Regions from separate parts of the Macaca mulatta genome. Here region 1 is linked to region 2. A link is a contact called in public Hi-C data. All regions are on one chromosome and are shown on one strand. The core of a region is the stretch at or near the end of the contact, and the rest is flanking DNA. Distances in the headings are between cores, read along the strand shown. Region 1 has its middle 76 kb from the start of GNG2. Region 2 overlaps LOC106999426 (a long non-coding RNA gene).

Region 1 (4,092 bases), core at 1,220-3,719, 460 kb after region 2:
ACTCTACTCGTTTCTTCCCCCTCAGTCCACAAATGTGTAGAGGGCCCTCCTGTTCTAAACAATCCCATAAACACAACAAAAGAGCTTCCTTTGTCCCGTACCCAGCTGAACCCTGCCCAGTCCCCACCCCACTAGCTCTACCTCAGCAGCCCCACCCCATCACCCACCTCTCTCCTCTTCCCATCCAGCGCCATGCAGAATGTAATTGCTCTCCCCATCTCTCCTTCCTCAGCTTCCGTTCACTCTTCAGTCCATTCCCCTCTGACTTCTGCAGCCTTTTCACTGCCACATCCCATGGAGAGTTTTCAGTCTTCACCTTGCTGGGTCTCTCTGCCGTATTTGAAACTGTGGGCTCCATCCTCTCGAGGGTCTCTAGTCACTTGGTGTCTAGGGCAACACTTTCTGCCTCTCTTTATACCTCTCTGACATTCCTTCTTCCTCTCCTTTATGGACTTCTCTTCCCAACAGCTTCTCTCTGCTGCTTATCCCGTAAATGTTGATGTTCCCAGAGTTTTCTCCTTGACCACCTGCTTTTCCCCCTCTTCACCTGCTTCTGGGGCAATTGCATTCACTCTCCTGGTTTTAACTGCACCCAACCATTGGTGTCTCCCAAATCAACGTCCCAAGCCCAAGCCCTCTCTCAGGCTTCTGCTGTGTATTCTACCTGCCTGCTGGTCACCCCACCTAGAGGTCCTCCAAGCACCTCTGTCTCAGCATACACAAAACCATTTTCATCACCAGGGTTCCCTTCTAAACCAACTCTTCCTTAAAAGTCTCTATTTCAGGTGGTGATGCCATCATCTCCTCAGTTCTTTAAGCTAGAAACTTTGAAGCCACCCTTGACACTTTACATCCAACCAGTTGATGGGGTCCTCCTGAGTGGGCTCCTAAATGCCCCTCTGTATCTTGTCCCATACCCTGGCTCTGACCCCTTTTGTCTCCTTCCTGCATTACTGCAACAGTGCCCCCAGTGGTTTTCCTACTTACAGGAACGGCCTTCCGAAATATCTCCTCCACCTTAAGGGTTCAGCAATCTGTTTGAAATATGAACTGTCTTCGTCAAACCCTTGAGCGACCATCCATCACCTAGAGCAGGAGCCCCAGCCATTTGGAATGGCGTACAAGGCACCCTGTGACCAATATTGCCTATGGCAAGAGCCTCTCCATTACTGACTCTCCTCCGCGCTTCACTCTCTTGCAGGACAGAGCTACCTGTGGTTGCTTGCTTGCATTTTGTTGTTTCTCACTTCCACCCCTCAGGTACTGCTCTCTGAGGAGAATGTCTTTCCTCACCCCAGCGCCCCCCTCCACCTAAGCCTAGCTAACGCCTGCTCACTTCTGCACTAGGAATCATCACTAACCGACTCTCCCCACTCCCTCAAGTGTTTATATTCCGATTATTCGTCTATGCATCTGTATCACATTTCCTCAAGACCTAATGGGAAAGATGGTGATTCCCAATTTAAGCGCAGAGCTTCTAGTTACTTTAGGTAATCAAAATATTCTTTTGCTTGAAACATGAGGTTTATGAAATCCCCACATTTGGGAGGCCAAGCTGGTGGATCACTTGAGGTTAGAAGTTTGAGACCATCCTGGCCAACATGGTAAAACCCAACTCTACTAAATATACAAAAATCAGTCAGGTGTGGTGGCGCACGTCTGTAATCCCAGCACTTTGGGAGGCCGAGGCAGGCAGATCCCCTTAGGTCAGGAGTTTGAAACCAGCCTGGCCAACATGGTGAAACCCCATCTATACAAAAACAAAAAACAAAAAATTTAGCCAGATGTGGTGGTGCATGCCTGCAATCCCAACTACTCGGGAGGCTGAGGAAGGAGAATTGCATGAACCCAGGAGGCGGAGCTTGCAGTGAGCCGAGATCACACTACTGCACTCCAGCCTGGGTGACAGAGCGAGACTCCATCTCAAAAAAAAAAAAAAAAATTTATGAGCTCCCAAGGAATTTAAAATGCTTTAGGTGCCACTCTGCCCTTCAGAGGTGTTTACATTCCAGGTGAAAAGGAAGAACTTGGAAAGAAGATGAGAACCTGTCAGCAGAGGGCTACCTGGGCCTGAGGTGCTGAGGGTAGCCAAGACTACTTTAGCTCAGACCTTGGTGTGTCTGAGGTGGGATGGAGATTAAAATCCACACTGTCTCCTGATATCGGCATAACCACAACAATGAATGATGTCTGAAGTGGACGTGCAGCAGCAGAGAACATGCAGAGACATGTAAAAAACAACAACAAAAAAACCCCGTGCCCTTGATATTATGGGAAAAGAAATAAGGAATACACACACATCTTTATGGATATAGAGGAATTCATAATTTTAAAGCCTGGTCAAGGATCAGATAGACTCGATCAAGGGCAGAGACCCCTAGAACAGTTCATTTTGGAGTTCTGAGCTCTGGCAAGGATGTGAACAAAGAAGAAAGCAGCAACAAGACCTTGTGCAAATACCAAGAAGGCAAATCCTACAGCTTCCAAGCAGCTCTACAGGGTCTGTCTACTCCAGTCTTCCCTTCATCCCTAATCCTCATGCCTTAGCAGTCTCCTTTTGTGTTCTTTGGTTTATGCTTACCATTTGAAGGGTGACAGAGGCAACTTTTAAAAATATATTTTCATCTTAATTGAAACGTGCCGGGTTGCAAAATTCCGCTGCTGCAGATTTCTTTTCTGAAAGAAGAGAGTCGTGTGCTGCCATCTTGTGGTTGAGGGCCGCCACAACAACAATTATGTACTCCCAACATCCCGCCCAGTCCAGTGCGGGGGTGGCGGGGGTGGGGGAGGGTGATGCGGTTTCCAGGTAGAAAGTTCTGGAAAGGGTTCTGCTGCAGGCACAGTAGCAAACAGGGAATGGCCAGTGGAGACACAGGTTTCACACTGGGGACTGACCTGGTAGTAATTAGTAGCACTGGAATAGGGTCCAAAGGGATTTTCCCTGGTCCCTCAACTAGTATGATTACATCTCTAGGTACCATTTCCCCCTAATTAATAGATTCTCATTAGTGATGATTTTTAAAAATGACCTTGTGCAGTGGCAGCAACACCAGACTGAGAGTTAAGACACCTGGTATCTAATTGCCCCTCTGCCACAGACTACCCAGGTAAACCAGCAACAGAGGATAATAGAAAAATTATTGACCTGGGACCAGGAGGTTTGAATTCAAGTGTGATCACAATCTGGTGTTACCTCAGGAAAGCTGTTTCACTGTGCCAGGTACTGTCCTAGGTATTTTACATGGTTTTGTTTGTTTTATCCAGTTTCTTACTCCAGGATAGTGTTCTACAAGTGAGGAAACTGAGGCTCAGCACGATTGAGGGAGCTGTCCAAGGTGTCACGAAGTCAGTGAGTCAGGATCTGATTCGAGGTCTGACTCTAAAGCATATGTGTTTTATTTATTTATTTATTTAAGACAAAGTCTCACTCTGTTGCCCAAACTGAAGTGTAGTGGCACGATCTTCCTCCGTCTCCCTAGTTCAAGCGATTATCCTGCCTCAGCCTTTGGAGTAGATGGGATTACAGGCATGCACCACTACGCCCGGCTAATTTTTGTATTTTTAGTAGAGATGGAGTTTCATTATGTTGACCAGACTGGTCTTGAACTCCTGACCTCGTGATCTGCCCGCCTCAGCCTCCCAAAGTGCTGGGATTACAGGCATTAGCCACCTTGCTCGGCTGTGGTTTATTTTTTATAATTATTTTCCCTTCATAATTGTGTATCATATGAATATGATACGTATATTCATGTGTGTGTGCAGGGGTTACACATAGGCCAGATGGCTTAAATTTATTGTGTCCGTTGAAGGTAGGGCAAGCCCAGTTTTCACAAGTGCTCAACAAAGCTACAGATGCTTATGCTGTTGCTTTTTAATTTCCTTTGCGTTCTCATTTTTTCCCAATCTAACGTTGTTTCTAAAGGCATTTAAGAGATCTAAGGACTCTAGCTTCAAAAGTCATGTTCTTTGATTTCTGAAGATAAAAGGGATGACCTAGAGAGGGAACACTGCCATTCTGCTGAGGGATCAATCAGAAAATTAAGTTCCTTACAGGGAAGACAAGACACTCTTCATGGCATTGATTTAGTGCTT
Region 2 (4,065 bases), core at 822-3,321:
TGACTCCAAATCCCATCTCTCATTTCCCTCCAAGAGGGTCTGTTGCTCCATAAAATTTGGAAGGCCATGAGGGCAAAGAAATTTAGGACCTGGAGAAAAGATAATGTTAGTGATGAGGATAATGATGATGATGATGGTGCTGATGGTGATCTTTATGATGATGATGATGGAGGCAATGATGATGATAGTGATGATGAAGATGGTGATGATGGCAGTGATTATGATAGAGATTGTGATGGTGGTACTTTAAAGCAGCAATCCCCAACCTTTTTGGTACTAGGAACCAGTTTTATAGAAGACAGTCTTTCCATGAACCAGTGTTGGGGATGGTTTTGGGGTGATTCAAGTGCATTACATTTATTGTGTACTTTATTTCTATTATTATTACGTTGTAATATATGATCAAGTAATTATACACCTCACCATAATGTAGAATCAGTGGGAGCTCTGAGCTTGTTTTCCTGCCACTAGATGGTCCCATCTGGGAATGATGGGAGATAGTGACACCCAAAGTGTGTTGCTTATATCCAGTCTACTCCATAATCTTGTTTGGGTTGCTGTCACTGCAGAAAACCCTGCTTCACAATGATAGAAAGCTGGAAATGGAAGCAGGATTTTCAGTGCTTTTAAGGCAGTCTCAGGACATTCCACCTTGACTTTAATCAAAAACATAGGGAGATTTGAAGTTGTCTCAAACGTGCTTTTAAGGCCACCACATGCAGTTGTACACTTGAAGGACATCGACTCATTTGCTGCTATAAAGTCTGCCACCAGATGCAGCTTAATTGTCACTTGCCACTCACTGACTTGATATGAGTCTTCAAGCAGTTGATTTATTATGGTCTCTGTGCAGTCAAACCTCTCTGCCAATGTTGATCTGTATTTGCAGCCACCGCACAGCGCTAGCATCACCACCTTAGGTTATCAGGCATTTGATTCTTCTAAGCAGCGTGCAACCTGGATCCCTCACATGCGCAGTTGACAATAGGGTTCATGCTTCTATGAGAATCTAGTGTCGCCGCTGATCTGACAGGAGGCTGGAGCTCAGGTGGTAATATGAGTAATGGGGAGTGACTGTAAATACAGATGAAGCCTCGCTGGCTTGCCACTCATTTCCTGCTGTGTAGCTTGGTTTCCAACAGGACCAGTACCGGTCCGTGACCTGGGAGTTGGGGACCCCTGCTTTAAAGAACACCCAGACCCAGGGAAAGCTGAAGGTAACAGAAAATAAAAACCCCCCTTTCCACAGTGCTTTCACCTGTTTTTTTCTCATTTCATCCTTACTACAATCCTGTGTGATGTGTATTATGGTCATTCCCATTTTAGAGAACTTGAATCCAAAGCAGTTTTTCAACTATCAGCAAGAGAAGCAGGTGATAAACATTTAATCTGCTTTTTATATTCCTAGTATTTGTAAAAATCAGTTCCAAGTATTTTAATGGCATGTTAGGCTTTCAATAAATTTGGTAAAAATCATCAATTTTTCATGCTTAAAAGCAAATTTTGTTCATGCCAAGTTACTGCTAAACTGTTGAGAAGGAATGAATTGAAATATATTAACTTAGAGGGATTTCAGTTTTATTGTCACTATCATCCTTAGATGGGGAGATGAAGATGCAGATAAAGGCATATAGTAGGTCCCATTTTGATTAAATATATGTTAAACATTCCTTCTTAAGCTATGGTGACCAGCAGGTAGGAAGAGAGAAAGAAGTCAGGGGTTTCTTCCCCCACCTCTGACCGCTTCCCTCCTTGCTTGGCTGGGGGTTAGGCAGATGGACACAGATCCTGCTGGCAGCCCCTCTCCCACAGCCATGTCCCTAATGGCCCTGACAAGATTCCCATAATATCATCCCTTCTTCTTGCCCCTTAGACTTAGGGGCAATAATTGTTCCCTGCCATTCCTGGTTGCTGGTTGTTTTACCATTCCCTTTACCCTGCTCATTACTAAGCTGATGTTGCTCAGCTCCTCACCACCCTTTTTTATGCCCTGATTTTTGGTACTGGGCTGTGATGTTCCAAAAGACATCCCTCTTTGTCAGCAGCTCTCTGTCAGTTCTGCCAATACAGGGTGCTGCAGGGAGCCTGCAAGACTGGAGGGAGGAGCAGGGACCCATTCCTCCTTTGCTTGCGCTTCCTCTTAGAGTCTGCTCAGCAGCCATCCTTCCCACAGCAGCCTTGGGATGCAGCCTTCTGTGTTTTTCTGGCACTCTCACGGCCGTGCTTGTGCTTGCTCTCAAGCACCTGTAACAACCAGGCAGCCCCTCTTCAGAGGCCTCCGGCCCAGATCTGCCACCCTGCTCCGAGCTTCTGGGTGACAACACTGAGCTCTTCCCTTTGTTCCCTGGCCCAAGTGGTGCTAGCCTATCCTTCACAGTTGCTTTTCTGTGTTACCTTTATGATTCCTTTCACATATTCAGATCTCCAACCCCTTTCTTTTTTTCTTTTTGTTGTGAAAAACATAAAATTTACCATCTTAAACTTTTTAAGTGCGCAGTTCAGTGGTGTTAAGTAGCTTCACATTGTTGTGCCTCTAATCTCCAGAACTTTTTCATGTTACAAAACTGAAACTCTCTACCCTTGAAATATCTCCCCATTTCCCATCCCCCAGCCCCTGATGACCACCATTCTACTCTCTGTCTCTATGAATTGACTACTTTAGATACTTCATACAAAGATCTCCAATCCTTTATTTAGGTGTTGAATTTAATTGCCTTATTAAAATAATCGGCACAGTTTTTATTTTCCTGATTGGACTCTGACTGATCCATCTCTGTAAATAGTCCCTTCTTTAAACAATTTTCAATTAAACTCTTTGAATGTGCCGTCGAATCCCTGCTGGGACCACAGCTGATACACTACGGAATTAGTGGGGAGGTCAAATGAAGATTAGGTTAAAATAATAAAGATAAAAACCCTTTTAACTAAAAAGCACTATATATTATAATTCATAGTAGTAATAATTTAAATGAGGCCACATGAGCTTCCCCTGCCGGGCCTTGAAACACTGCCATCCAGAGAAGAAGAAGAATAAACACAAGAAAGTGGCTGCAATGCCAGAGTTTCAACAGATCCTTTGTGGCTCTAGAACTGGAACTCTGTCCCCTTTTCTAAGAGAAGATATGGGAAATCGGATAAAAATCTTCATATTCGTATTCACAAGTTAATGTGGGAAAGAAGCCAGGATTTCTGTGTCCTTAAGTGATACGGAGACTCTGGCTCCACCAAGACAAGGCTCCGATCCCAGATGTCCGTCCCCAGCGATTCAGTGACACTTCAACATCCTGACTTCAAATGAAAAATCGGGTTGCTTTTCGAGAGTAGTAAAAGACTGGAAACTCCCTGACCACTCGCCAACTCACAAATGCCAGAAACTCTGTAGCCATATCCCTGGCCAGAGATTTTTCTGGGGAGTGGGGTCCCCTGACCTCTTTAAGAGGAGCACTCCTTTCTGAGGGCTCAGAAGGCAATCTGAGGCCCCAGCGTCTTGGCCAGGAGCTGTGAAGAGATGAGTGGAGCACAGGGCAGGGTATGCAGGGAGCGGGGGGTATCATGAGCGGGCCCCTCAGGGAAGGCCGTGGATTATTCAAAAGTGCCCTGGCCAGCTGTGCATTCTGGAGGATATTCACCGTCAACCCTGCCAGGAAGGAAGGCCTCACAAAACACTGGGTCTGAGGGAAGGATCAAGGAATTTCTTTTTCAGATATTAATTAAGAAAACCTCAACACCAAGGGCGGCTATTGCTTCCTCCTGAAACTATTTGACTAGCTTGGTCTCTTTGTACTTGGGTGGCTCTAACCATGAGAAAAAGCTCATCTGTGTGAGTTTCATGACTCAATATTATGGGGTGCAGATGTGAGCTACTCCTCTAATGTCCAGGAACTGTATCAATCCCAAGAAATGATTTGCAATATCCTGCATGTGTGTGTGTGTTGTTGGGGAGGGATCTGGAACAATTTTCTGGGGCCTGTAAATGTAAAAATGTAATCTGATTGACAAGATGAAGTGCTCCTCCCTGCCTCTTCCCCCATCCCAGAATTGAGAACAACTCTAGATTATGAGGCA

What was found. Hi-C and Micro-C count contacts between places; a contact is called where the count stands out from the background.
Region 1: a contact with region 2 is called in a Hi-C map of fetal cortex germinal zone, with 5 times the contacts expected there. The contact joins two enhancer-like sites. A contact is called at or near these places in 8 of 14 Hi-C or Micro-C datasets (blood, fetal cortex germinal zone, fetal cortical plate and 4 more).

What each region holds. Positions count from the first base shown.
Region 1 is chr7:124,972,367-124,976,458 of T2T-MMU8v2.0, forward strand. No RefSeq gene overlaps it. Among named protein-coding and RNA genes, the nearest start is that of GNG2, 76 kb to the right of the region's middle. Within about 2 kb of position 2,470, at least 6 of the 40 cell types and tissues checked have an H3K27ac peak or open chromatin away from gene starts, as enhancers often do.
Region 2 is chr7:124,514,695-124,518,759 of T2T-MMU8v2.0, forward strand. All of the region lies in intron 3 of LOC106999426 (a long non-coding RNA gene), which reads left to right. Among named protein-coding and RNA genes, the nearest start is that of TMX1, 53 kb to the left of the region's middle. Within about 2 kb of position 2,072, at least 4 of the 40 cell types and tissues checked have an H3K27ac peak or open chromatin away from gene starts, as enhancers often do.